2 separate regions of the Rattus norvegicus genome follow, and region 2 is linked to region 1. A link is a contact called in public Hi-C data. All regions are on one chromosome and are shown on one strand. The core of a region is the stretch at or near the end of the contact, and the rest is flanking DNA. Distances in the headings are between cores, read along the strand shown.

Region 1 (5,706 bases), core at 1,999-4,498:
CTTAGTGTAAATATTCTCTCTCTCTCTCTCTCTCTCTCTCTCTTTCTCTAATGAATTCACATAGAAATTTACTTACCAAATATAAAACCATAGCATACATATTGCCGTGTAAATAGCCTCCCCCCTGATTATATATATATATTTTGACACAGATTCTTAATCTGAAATCAGGGTGGCTGATTTCAAGCTCACAGAGCTCTGCCTGCCTCACTAGTGCTGGGACTAAAGGCATGCATATACCTGGTCAGCCTCCTCCTCTTTTTAATTGCATTGTGAGCCACGGTCTTACTAGTCTTCCTAAGTTGTTGGCTTTGAGGTTGGAATTCTCTTACATAGTATCCTGGGTTGCTGGGATCACATTCATTTACCGCCAAGCTGAAGTCTTTTTCATTGTTTTACTTAGTTCTTCATGAGTTCTTTAAATCTTAAAAATTCAAAATTTCCCTCGTCAATTTAGTAGCTTTCCAGTTGGGTAGGGAGGGAGAGGCAGGAGGATCTCTATGAGTTTGAGGACAGCCTGGTCTACAGAGTGCGGTCCAGGACAGCCAAGGCTACACAGGGAAACCCTGTCCAAAAAAACAAAATTAGTAGTTTTTCTTCTGTAACTTGCCTGTGCTCCTCCTCAGTCAGCTGCAAAGTTTAGAACTTGTATTATTAATCTTTTGCACCTGAGCTCCACAGTCTCTCATCCTTACATATTTACTGTGCTTCCCTGAGTTCTGTTTTAATACTTAAGAGGTTCTCTGGTCTGACCACTGACAGTGTTGAACTAAGTTGGCCATAACTAGGGAAGTTTTCTTGTTTAAAATCATTTTTCAGGCTGGAGAGATGGCTCAGTGGTTAAGAACACTGACTGCTCTTCCAGAGGTCCTGAGTTCAAATCCCAGCAACCACACAGTGGCTCACAACCATCTGTAATGAGATCTGATGCCTCTTCTGGTGTGACTGAAGATAGCTACAGTGTACTCATATATAATAAATAAATAAATCTTTAAAAAATCATTTTCCCATCTTTAAAAAAAAATTAAAGTTATGGGGCTAGAGAGATTGCTCAGTGATTAAAAGCAAGTACAGCATGCTCTTGCAGAGGACAGGAGTTCAGGTCCCAGACCCCACATCAGGTGGCTCATAACTGCCTGGAACTCTAGCTCCAGGGGGAATTCAATGCCTCTTGGTTTCTGCAGGTATCTGCACTTAAGTGTATATATCCATACACAGACTCATAATTAAAGATGGGACAAGTCTTTTAAAAATGACACAAACTGGAAAATAAATAAAGTTGAAGCTAGGAATACAACTCAATCAATAGGGTGCTTGTCCAGCACGTTCAATCTCAGGATTCAATCCCCACAAAACTTCAACCAGCACATCAGTATGGATAGATCCACATCTGTAATCCCATCATTTAGGAGATGGAAGCAAAAGTGTTACAAGTTCAAAGTTATCCTTGGCTACATAATGACTTCCAAACCAGCCTGGATACAACAGATCTTAGCCCAACAAAAGAAAACAAAAGAAAACAACTTCTCAAATCAATGTCTTCAACTGAAAAGTAGATTACTTGCCCCCTTCCTACCAGCATTGACCTCCAAGTGGATATGTAACCAAGGAAACCTTGAAAATCCTTGCCCTTATAGTTTGCAAATGCTGTGATTACAGGCCTCTGCCACCAGACCAACCCAGTGTATGTGGTGCTGGGTTGTATGTGGTGTCACGTAATCCACTGGAACATAGCGGAAGATGACCTTAAACTCTTGATTCCTGATCTTCTGGCTTCCATTTCCCAAGTGTTGCCTGCACCTCTTGTATGTGCAGCTAGGCTAGCTGGGAACTCTTGTATCTTCTTGCCTTAGCACCCAGAGTCATGGGGTTAGAGATGTTCCTTCCATACTCAAGTTAGGGTTAAAAAAATTCCTGTTACTGTTTTTAGACAGGTCTTACTATGTAGCTCCAGCTGGCCTGAAACTCGATATATAGACCAGGCTGGCTTTGAACTCACAGAGATCCTCCTGTCTGTGTATCTGACACTAGCCTTAGGCATGTACCACCATGTTTGGCTTATGTTTTGGAGACAGAGTCTACTCATGTACTTTGGTTTGGCCTTAAAATCAATGGTGGATCACAGCCATAAAAGTTTGATCTTCCTCCCAAAGGCTGGAATTACAGCATGTGCTATCAAGCCAGGAGCTCAAAGCAGTTTTTATATTTCCTATTTCTCTCAAATCTTTGACAAAGGCTGCCATTTGTTTTGGCCACTCTAGTTAAACCCATTCATTTGAACTGTTGGACTATTTCCCAGTCATTGTCTTTCTCTTTTGATGGTGAAATATTTGTCACATAACAGGAACTGAACTGGTTACTACTTTTTGAGGGTCTAAAGGTCCAATGAACTGTGTGAGACAGGGAAGGGGTAATAACTGGAGAAAGGCAGTGTTTGAATAGGAAGTCTCTCCACCCCAACGTTTTTAATAGGTGTTGGGGGTCAGTGAGGTTAAGTACCAATCTTCTAGGCTAATTAACTTTCTGTTTGCTTTTTTTGGGACAAGGTCTTCTAATACGTTGCCTTGATTAGCCTCAAATGTGCTATGTTGTCCAGGGTAGCCTTGAATTTGCAATCCTCCTACCTCAGCCTTTTAAGAACTGGGAATATGGGAATGAGCTACCGCTACCAGCGTCGGTGAGAATTTAAAAGATGGGGGTTCTAAAAAAGTAATTAAAAAAATTCTCAGCGCTAACAAAATTTCCCGGTCGAACAATTTCTTTCTGTTTTACCTCCACACAACCCCCTCCAGCAAATCTCAGGGATGAGATTTGTCCTAGACTTTGATACCTGATGAGCTTTTCCATGGACTTTGATACTCTGGTACAACCAAACGTTACATGGAGCAGTTTACTTCCACTCTCTGAGATTCAGTTTATCAGAAATGAGAATAATAACTACTATTAAAAAGATCTTTATGCTGCACAATCCAGGCCTACGGTAAGGAGACTTTGGCCTAAAATGATTGGAGAAGGCCGGGATTGTATGATGTCTCCGTCAACCCGAGCCCCAGATCAAAAGCAGTGTCCTCGGTGGTAATCGCAGCAATACTGTCACCCCTAGACCCGAATGCCCACCTGACCTGGGCGAGTCACACCTGGCCGCGCCTCACCTCACCTCCTGAGAGCTGCACCTCCACCTCCAAGCCTCGGCGTACCTTCCCAGCGTTACACCTCTGCGCACGCGCACATGTCGTCTCCGCCACCAGCTCGCTTGCTCTGGCAAGGGCCTAGTTGAACGTGCTGAATGCTTTTGCTCCCAGTGCGGCCACCGTCGTTTGGGGAGGGCAGGCAGGAGGGGGCGGGGAAAAGGGTGGGAGTGGGTGAGCGCGCGCCGCCCGTCCGTCGTGGTTTCCTGGCTGCGCGCGGCGGTGGTGGAGTCGCCGCAGCTGTAGCAGCCGCCGCGAAGATGGCGGAGGGGTTGGAGCGTGTGCGGATCTCCGCGTCGGAACTGCGAGGGATCCTGGCCACTCTGGCTCCGCAGGCCGGGAGCAGAGGTGAGTTGCGCCGCCCAGCTGCTGGGCTGGGCCTGCCCGCCCCGCCTCCCTCTCCTCTGCCACCTCCCCGCCCTGTCCCCGGCTCTCGGAGCCCCCGCCCCTTCCCCAACAGTGCGCCCCGGAGGCTGCGAGACTAGTCCTCTTGGGCCTTTGGGGCAGAGCGAGAGTTTCAGCCCCCGCCCTCTTGCTCAGCGCGGTGCCTTGGTGCTTCTCCTGTGCCCTAACCCTCTCAAGCCAGTCCCTGAATTCCAGTCCTGAGGAGACACTAAGTAGCTTGGGTGCTAGGGTCCGGTAGAGGCCCCGAGACGTATTGTTCCCAAAAGAATCATCTGTGTACCTTTCCGTAGTCCTCCGTTCTGCGTCGGAGAGGAGGAGCTGGGGAAATTGAGGAGAAAGGCTTAACAGGCTAGGACTTCCCTTGCTCAACTTACCTCCCCCCCCCCCCCCCCAAGGCTGGCTTCCAATGCTACGCCACTGGAGGGCTCCGGGACCTCGAGAGCTGACTGTTTTGTTTTGGTCTTGGCGTGTATGGGAGCAGTTGTGATCAGAGAGAATGTTTAATTTGCCAGTCTCCATTCGCATCAGAAAAGCGCGAGAAATATTTTAGTGTCTCGCCTCCCCTTCATTAGTCAGTGTTTTTTATTTAGGATGACAGTTACAGTAGATAGCTTCTCTAGGATTGTGGCTAGAATTTGTGAGGTTGGTTTTCATTGGCCGACTGAATTGGATTAACCAGACTGTTTTCTCTCACTGCTCTGGAAAATAGTAGTCACCATCTCTCCTGGCTCCGCCCCCAAAACTAAGTTTAAAAGTTTACTCAGGGTGCTGAGGTTAAACGGCTTTTCTTGGTTCGCATTTGGTGGAGAAGCTAAACTTTTGCCAAGGCAGCAGTATCTTTTATTTTTGTGTTCATTTTTCTTTTGAGACAGAGTTTCACCTTGTATTCAAGATTGGCCTTGAATTTTACTGTGTAACCCAGCCTGGCCTTGAGTTTGTATACTTTTCCTGTCTCAGCCTTCTGAGTGCTGGAATTCTTTTTTTTTTTTTTTTTTTTTTTTTTGGTTCTTTTTTTTCCGGAGCTGGGGACCGAACCCAGGGCCTTGCGCTCGCTAGGAAAGCACTCTACCGCTGAGCTAAATCCCCAACCCCGAGTGCTGGAATTCTATTCATGTGCCACCATACCCAACTTTCAAATCAGAAATCTAAAATTTTAGTTTCCTCATCCTCCCCCCCCAAAAAGTGGCCAAATACTTGGCTATTAGCTTGTTCGCATTTGTATTTACTTTATAATTCTGTACTAAGATTTTATATAACTTGAGTACTGGATAATATTCTTACCAGTTCCTGTCACTTATTAACTGTAAGCAACATATACTTCCAAAAAAAAAAAAAAAATAGCTGTTTACCACACAGTGGAGCTTGGAGAGTGTTTTAAAAAATCCTCTACTCTTCTTCTTTTTCCTTTGTGTTTGAAACAGGATCCCATATAGCCAAGTAAGCCTCAAACTCTGTAGCCTTGAACCCTTGACCTTGCTGTCACTTCCCAAGTGCTAGGATTTGTAGGCATGGATTTGACTGGGCTTTAATATTTTTGAGTCCTTTGGTCCTTTGAGAGCATGTCACAATTCATCCTTTGGTGCCTAGGAAAGGCTCCTCTAGTGGAACTTTCTTTTTTCTCATATTCTATCATCATCATAGTAGCAGTTAGTCTCAGTATTCTAATGATATAGTCTAGGCAGCTTTTCTTGAAATGATTCTGCTGGTTGTTGTTAAAGAGTTGGTGAGGATGAATGGAGTTGAAGATTGTAAAAGGAATTGCTTACTGTTTATGTCAGTGGAAGGTATGTGACTGGAGTGTTGGTATCTTAAAGTGTAGATTTGTTTTGATCAAGTTCACACACTGAAGTTGCAGTTATTTTCCCAGAGATCTCTAGGACTGAGGCTTGCTATGCATACCACTCTAATATGTGTGTGTATGTGTAAATATATGTTTACATATATAATATAGTAAGTCAATAATAATGTAATATCTGATACATATATACCAGTATATATATTTATGCAATGCTGGGGATTGCTCCTAGTAGTCTCCTATATGTGAGGCAAATACTATTTCACTGGGCTACATTCTCTTCTTCATCCTAATACGGTAAAGGAATTTAGCCACCTA
Region 2 (5,706 bases), core at 1,126-3,625, 230 kb after region 1:
GGAGGGCTGTCCGGACGTGGAGGCAGTTCGCGCTCACTAAGCGGTCGCTCGGGGACCGAGGAACCTGGCGGGCTCTTCTTGGACAGATCCAGGCCGCAAAGCGGGGAGCAGCGACGCTCCGGGGCGCAGAGTGAGGCTGCTGGGCCCGGGCCCGAAGCATAGAGCTCGGCGCAGTGGGTGTTGACCGCTGCCTCGGGGCCCGACGGCGGCTCGGCGGCAGGCGGCGGCGGCGGCCCGGCCGGGGACGAGTAGCAAGCCTGGATGACGGGCGTGGCAGCCCTCAAGCCCCTGCCGGGCCGCCCGTAAGGCGCGTAGCCGCCGCCGCCGCTGCCTCCTCCCCGCAGGTGGCAGTACTTGCCATGCCGTTTGAGGCGCTTCTTGCACAGAGCCACGAGGTCAGGGATCTGCAGGTAACTGGCAGCAGCCAGCACAGCGCCCAGGCTCGGCTCGGCGCCCGGGGCCACCGCCGCCGCTGCTGCGGCCTCAACACTGTCAGTAAGGCGGCCGGTGTAGATGAAGTCCAGCACCAGGCGGAACACGGCCGGGCTCACCATGTCATGGTCCAGGTTTAGCAGGTTGTCATGCACCACCAGGGACTTGAGGTAGGCGCTGCTGGCTGCCAGCACGTTCTTGTGAGCGCGGAAGAGGGCGTTCTGCACCACGATGATCACGTCGCACAAGAAGCCCTTGGTGCGCTGGTTGTTGAGCTGCAGCAGTAGCTGCCTCGAATGGCCAGGCGCCTCCATCGCGTCCAGCATCGTCTGCCCAGCACACTCTCCTGCGGGAGACACACACCAGCTGGGTCAGAGCTACGCAGTACAGTGCCCCTGCCTCTTGAACCCAACCCAGTCTGTTCCCCTCCGCTTCCCCTTCCCCTCAGCTGAGCAGGGGCATGGAGCACCTCGGCCTGAACAGCAGCCGAGGAGGATCAGCGGCCTCCGGGAGTGGCAGCCTAGGCCCGCTGGCCCTAGACAGAAGGAGCAGGAAGATCAAGGCTGTGGATGGAGAGGAGGCCAGGTTAGCCTATTTGTCCCAGACCCAGATGCTCCTGGGCACTGGAGCTGGGTGCTGGGAACTTCCAGGGAGAAATCTGTTAGGGCGAAATGACCCTTTCGGAGACTATTACCCGATTTAAGTAAAATGTCCGCTTCAGGAAAAGTCATTCAGGGCCGAAAAGTTTGCCCAAGTGGGGAGAAAAGGAGCCGATTTAGAAGCGCCTCCCGCCTCGAGAGAAGTTGCCCCGGTTAGGGGAAGTGATAAGGAAGACAGGAGCACGATGCCCATCCAGGCGCCGCCCTGGCCGGGGGCTGTCAGGCCTTCGTTTGGGCCCGCCGCCCCGGCACGGGGAGCGGAGACAGTGGCTGCGGTGGCGGGCAGAGCGCGAAGGCCGGGCCCCGGCGCGGGGAGGGCGTTATATCGGGGCAGGAGGCTGAGGCAGGAAGCAGGTGGGGGGGAGGGGGGAGCCACGCAGCTCCCAGGGGAGGGAGGGGGCAGCGCCCCGGGCGGGCACGGCGCACAGCCGGCTGCGGCCCTGACCCTGGCCTGCGCCCCACCCGCGTTCTGGACCCAGCCCGGGCCTCGGCTCTACATCTCTTCCCCAGCTCCCCTCCGCCCCGTCTCCCCCGAAACACTGCCGCCCCAAACTTGGGGAAAACTTTCCCAACTTCAGAAAGGGCGGGAGGAGCGCGCCGGCCCCAGCCCCTCTCCCCGGCCCCCAGTTTCTCCTCTGGGCCCCCAATTTCAGCAGCCTGGTGGCCGCGGGGACCCACACCAAACCTAAAGCCGCCCTGCCCTCCGGCGAGCACGCCCGCCCCTGTTCCCCGCCTGGCCCGCAGGGCCTCGCCGGCCCGTTACCTGCGGCGGCAGCCCAGCCCGGCTTCCCTCCCTGAGGCGGTGGCAGCTCCTAGCCTGCGCCCCACCCGCCCCGCTGCCAGGCGCCGAGCTGTGCCAGGGCAGCGCCCCTGCCAGCCCCGCCCGCCGGCTCCCCTTGCCTTCCCCTCTCCTCCCCAGCCCATGTGCGGGCAGAGCCGGCCCCGGGCCGCTGACCCCGCCGTGAACCCGGCGCCGAGCAGCAGTCGGGCCATCCCGAGTCCTCTAGGGAAGACACTTAGAGCCCCAAGCGCCAGCCGCGACTGGGGCGCCCACGCCTGAGGATGCTCCTGAGGCGGCCGGCGCGCGAGGACCGGACTGTCCCGGGTCCCTGGCCCTTCCCTGTCGCCAACTCCAGGACCCACCTGGGGGGCATGTCGGAAGCCCCGGGCCCGGCTGCCGGCGGATCCAGGGGGGGACGTGGCTGCAGTGCGCTGCCCTCCGCCCGCCGGGCCCCCGGTCGGTCTGTCTTGCCGGTCCGTCCTCCCCGCGTCCTGATCGCGTCTCAGCCCCTCCGCGCTTTTCGCACACTCTTATCTGGAGCGGCCCGAACCGGCAGACGCTGCTGCGGCCATGGCGCCACCTCGCGGCCGCGCGGGGCTGTGTACGGCTGGGCTGCGACCTCTGGCGCACACCTGGGCTGGAGGCTTGCAGATGCGGAGCTGAGCTGGAGATCTTGAAGGTTCGCGCGCTTCCAGATGTGCCCACCTGGAGACCCAGATATCGATCGGACCTGGGAGTCCCGTAAACCTTGGGGTTTTGTGCTGAGTGCTTCCGAGTACATATTTAAAAGTAATATTGCACCAATTCGGAAAAGGTTCTGTCTTCAAATGGGGAACTCAAGCCAGGGCTGGTGGCGCACTCTTGTAATCATCTTAGCATTCACTCGGGAGTTGGAAGCAAGAGGACCAGGAGTTCAAGGTCAGCCTCTACTACATGAGGCCCTATCTTTAAAAGGGGGATCGGGTTGGAACACTACTGACAGTATGTTGTGAGAGGGCGATTTTAGAAATCTTACGTGAGTTGAAGGTAAATAAGTTCGGAGCCGGACGAGGGTGGCTTTTATTAGGCATTTCTGAGCACCATTATTCACTTGAACTCACTGGGGAGAAAAATTCCAACTCTCCCCCAGACACATGTTATCAGTATGCATATCATAAACCGTCCACATTCAAACACTGTCCCAGCAGTGACACTCGAGGGTGCGCATGTTTACACAGGCAGTCCGCCCCTCTCCCGGAGTCCCAATGTCTTGGGCTTCTGAAGAGGCTAGTATGTGAAACAGGGAAGAGGACCTACCAAAGAGCCCTCCCCGAACTTGCCGGTCTCCAGAAGGACCCTAGAACCCTCCACTGGACGTAGCTGGACAAAGCCCCCTTGGGACATGCCTCTCAACTCCCCCACCCCCCATCTAAACAGTTTTGAGGGATCCTAAACTGTTCCAATACACCATTCGAGAGATATCACGAGAACCGGCGGCTTGAGACCCCCCTCAAAAAAAAAAATCCTATACGCCACATGAAGGAGGGCTCAATTCATGTTGGCGACGCCTCTTCTAGGAGGGAGGGGACCGTGCACCAGCTCTTGGGTGCTCACCGGAAATGTCCCTGCATAGCGGGGCGGAGGCACAAGCACCGTTACAGGCACCGCGCCTCCGTGGCCCACGCTCCGCCTCTTCCCCGCACCTCCTGACCCCCGCCCACACCACAGGGGGGGTCCCCCCAAACCGCCCACAGCTTCTTATTGGCTGTGCCTTCCTCCGTGGCCAAGCCGGAGAGGCTGGGGTGCAGAGTTACTATGGTAACCAATGAGGTTCCGGGGATCTCATCTCTCAGAGGCCTTGGAGAGCTTAGCAACCGCGCGGAGCTCAGGGCGGGTGGGGGCTGCGCTTGCCGCTCCCCACGCTGTCCTCGAGCCCCCACTCCCCCGCTTGAGGTAGTGGCTGAGTCACTCGCCCGGAGCCCGCCGGCCTGGCCTCTAGCTGTACCAGTGAGACACCAAGGTCTTGGGCGCCCCCTAGAGGCTGCGTTTCTTTGGCCGGGGACTTTAGCGCCAGGCCTAGGCTTCTGGTTCGAAGAGTCCTCAAGACTCACCAGGCTTTCGCGGCGGTGTGCTCCGGCTCCATCTAATCCACTTACTACGTTGTGTCTCCGAACAGTGTCCATACAAGACAAACACTGCAGTCCCACAGTGGGCTCCGCAATTTCTGAGCTCTGGGAGAACTGAACAGGGTCTCTGTCGACGGATATGCCTTGGGTCTGAAGCGGAAGTGTAATGGGGTGTTGGGGATAAGAAGGCTCCCCAGAAGTGCTCTTAGGGATGAGTTTTGACAATTATGAGTTCTCCCACCAAATCAGAGGCCAAATCCCAAACGGCAAACAAGGGTGTCTCTGATGTTGTCTCTTTTAAATCTTTTCTCCTTTTAATGGGATTAGATCATGTGAGTCTGGAGAGAAGTCTCTGTATGTCTTTTACACAATGAAGTTTATCCACTGGTTCACCCATACGAGGTCGGCTGGGTCTCAGTTCCTGCTTATTTCATCCCTCTCCATCGACTCAAGTCCTTCTTGCGATGTTATGGGACCAACCACGAATGGGAACAACCCAAGTTTCTCCTCCGTGTACTCCCCTCTCCTCTCCTCTCCTCCTCCACGCCCCCCATCACCGCAGTCTGAGGTCTATGTAGCCTCGTAGCCTTGAACTCACAGATCTGTCTACCTCCCACGTGCTAGGATGCACGCCACCATGCCCCTCCTTTTAACTCGGCTTTCCCCTTCTTCCTGAGCTCCTCTGGTCATCCTGGTGCAGCTTTCTCCTCTCCGCGAACGCATGACGCCCCCATTTAGAGCCTGAAGATAGAATCGGACTGTTCTAGAGAACCTGCTTCACATCATAGGAGCCCTTTAGTCAATTCTGATTCCTCTAGAAAGGGGTACCCTGCCGCCGTCACCACCACCACCACCACCACCACCACCTCCACCTCCACCCCCCGCCAAGTTGTTGAGCCCCTTAGTCTCCTTCCCTCTCTCACAGGTTCTGCCTATGCAGTCCTCCTATGCTGACGTGGCCCCTCAGCGCTGTGCTGGGCACTGCCAAGTTGTGCTCTCCAGCATTTGGCAGGCTAGCCCTTCCTTTCGTGGATACCCCAGACATATATTTCCCAAACTCTTACAGAGGATCTTCTGCTCATTTCTTTCTTTCTTTTTTTTTTTTTCTTCTGCTCATTTCTAAAGTCCAGACCACTCTCCTAAACTCCCTGATTTTCCCCGTGGCTTCCACCATCTGACTGGTACCTTTCCTCCTGTGGCCGTCAGGAAGCCTTCCCAAACTCCTAGGCTTCCCCACTCTTCTTTGCCCAGCCCCTAGATGTCAAAGTCCGAGGTGCACTCTACTCCCCTCCTAAACCGATCCAGTCTCATTCCCTTGCTCGCACCCCCCCCACACACACACACCAAGAGAGAGAGAGGACACCACAGTGGCCAAATGGTATTGAATGGTAGTGATAGCATCGCGGGGCATCTTCTGGCGTCATAGGGCTGTCTGGTCTAGGAAATGAGCAGTGTGTTTTGGGGCTACCAAGGGAGGACCCCTGAGATCCAGGCGAAAGAGGACTGAGATCCTAGGACTTTCAAAGCCCCGGAAGGGAAGAGTGAATAAACGCGTAACGGGCCGCACCCTCCCTGCACTATTCTCCCCCAGCCCGTCGCCTGCAGTTCCGGAAAGTTAACCCCTTGGAGGCCAAGCCTGGGGTTACGTACTCCCCTACCCAATCCTGCTTCCCCGTGCGCACCCTCCTCCCGCTCCCAACTCCCTGTCGCTTCGTCCCGTCCTCCCCTA

Evidence for each region. A called contact is a pair of places that touch in the nucleus more often than the background predicts.
Region 2: a contact with region 1 is called in a Hi-C map of Schwann cells, with 6 times the contacts expected there. The contact joins the promoter of Hic1 here to the promoter of Srr in region 1. A contact is called at or near these places in 6 of 12 Hi-C or Micro-C datasets (Schwann cells, frontal cortex, kidney and 3 more).

Annotation. Positions count from the first base shown.
Region 1 is chr10:60,281,761-60,287,466 of GRCr8, forward strand. Srr (serine racemase) reads right to left here and starts at 3,249. Exons shown (of 9, transcript NM_198757.2): 1 at 3,158-3,249. Smg6 (SMG6 nonsense mediated mRNA decay factor) reads left to right here and starts at 2,868. Exons shown (of 19, transcript NM_001105808.1): 1 at 2,868-3,536. The coding sequence starts at 3,287.
Region 2 is chr10:60,515,070-60,520,775 of GRCr8, forward strand. It overlaps Hic1 (HIC ZBTB transcriptional repressor 1), which reads right to left and starts at 2,376. Exons shown (of 2, transcript NM_001422893.1): 1 at 2,235-2,376; 2 at 1-778. The coding sequence starts at 758.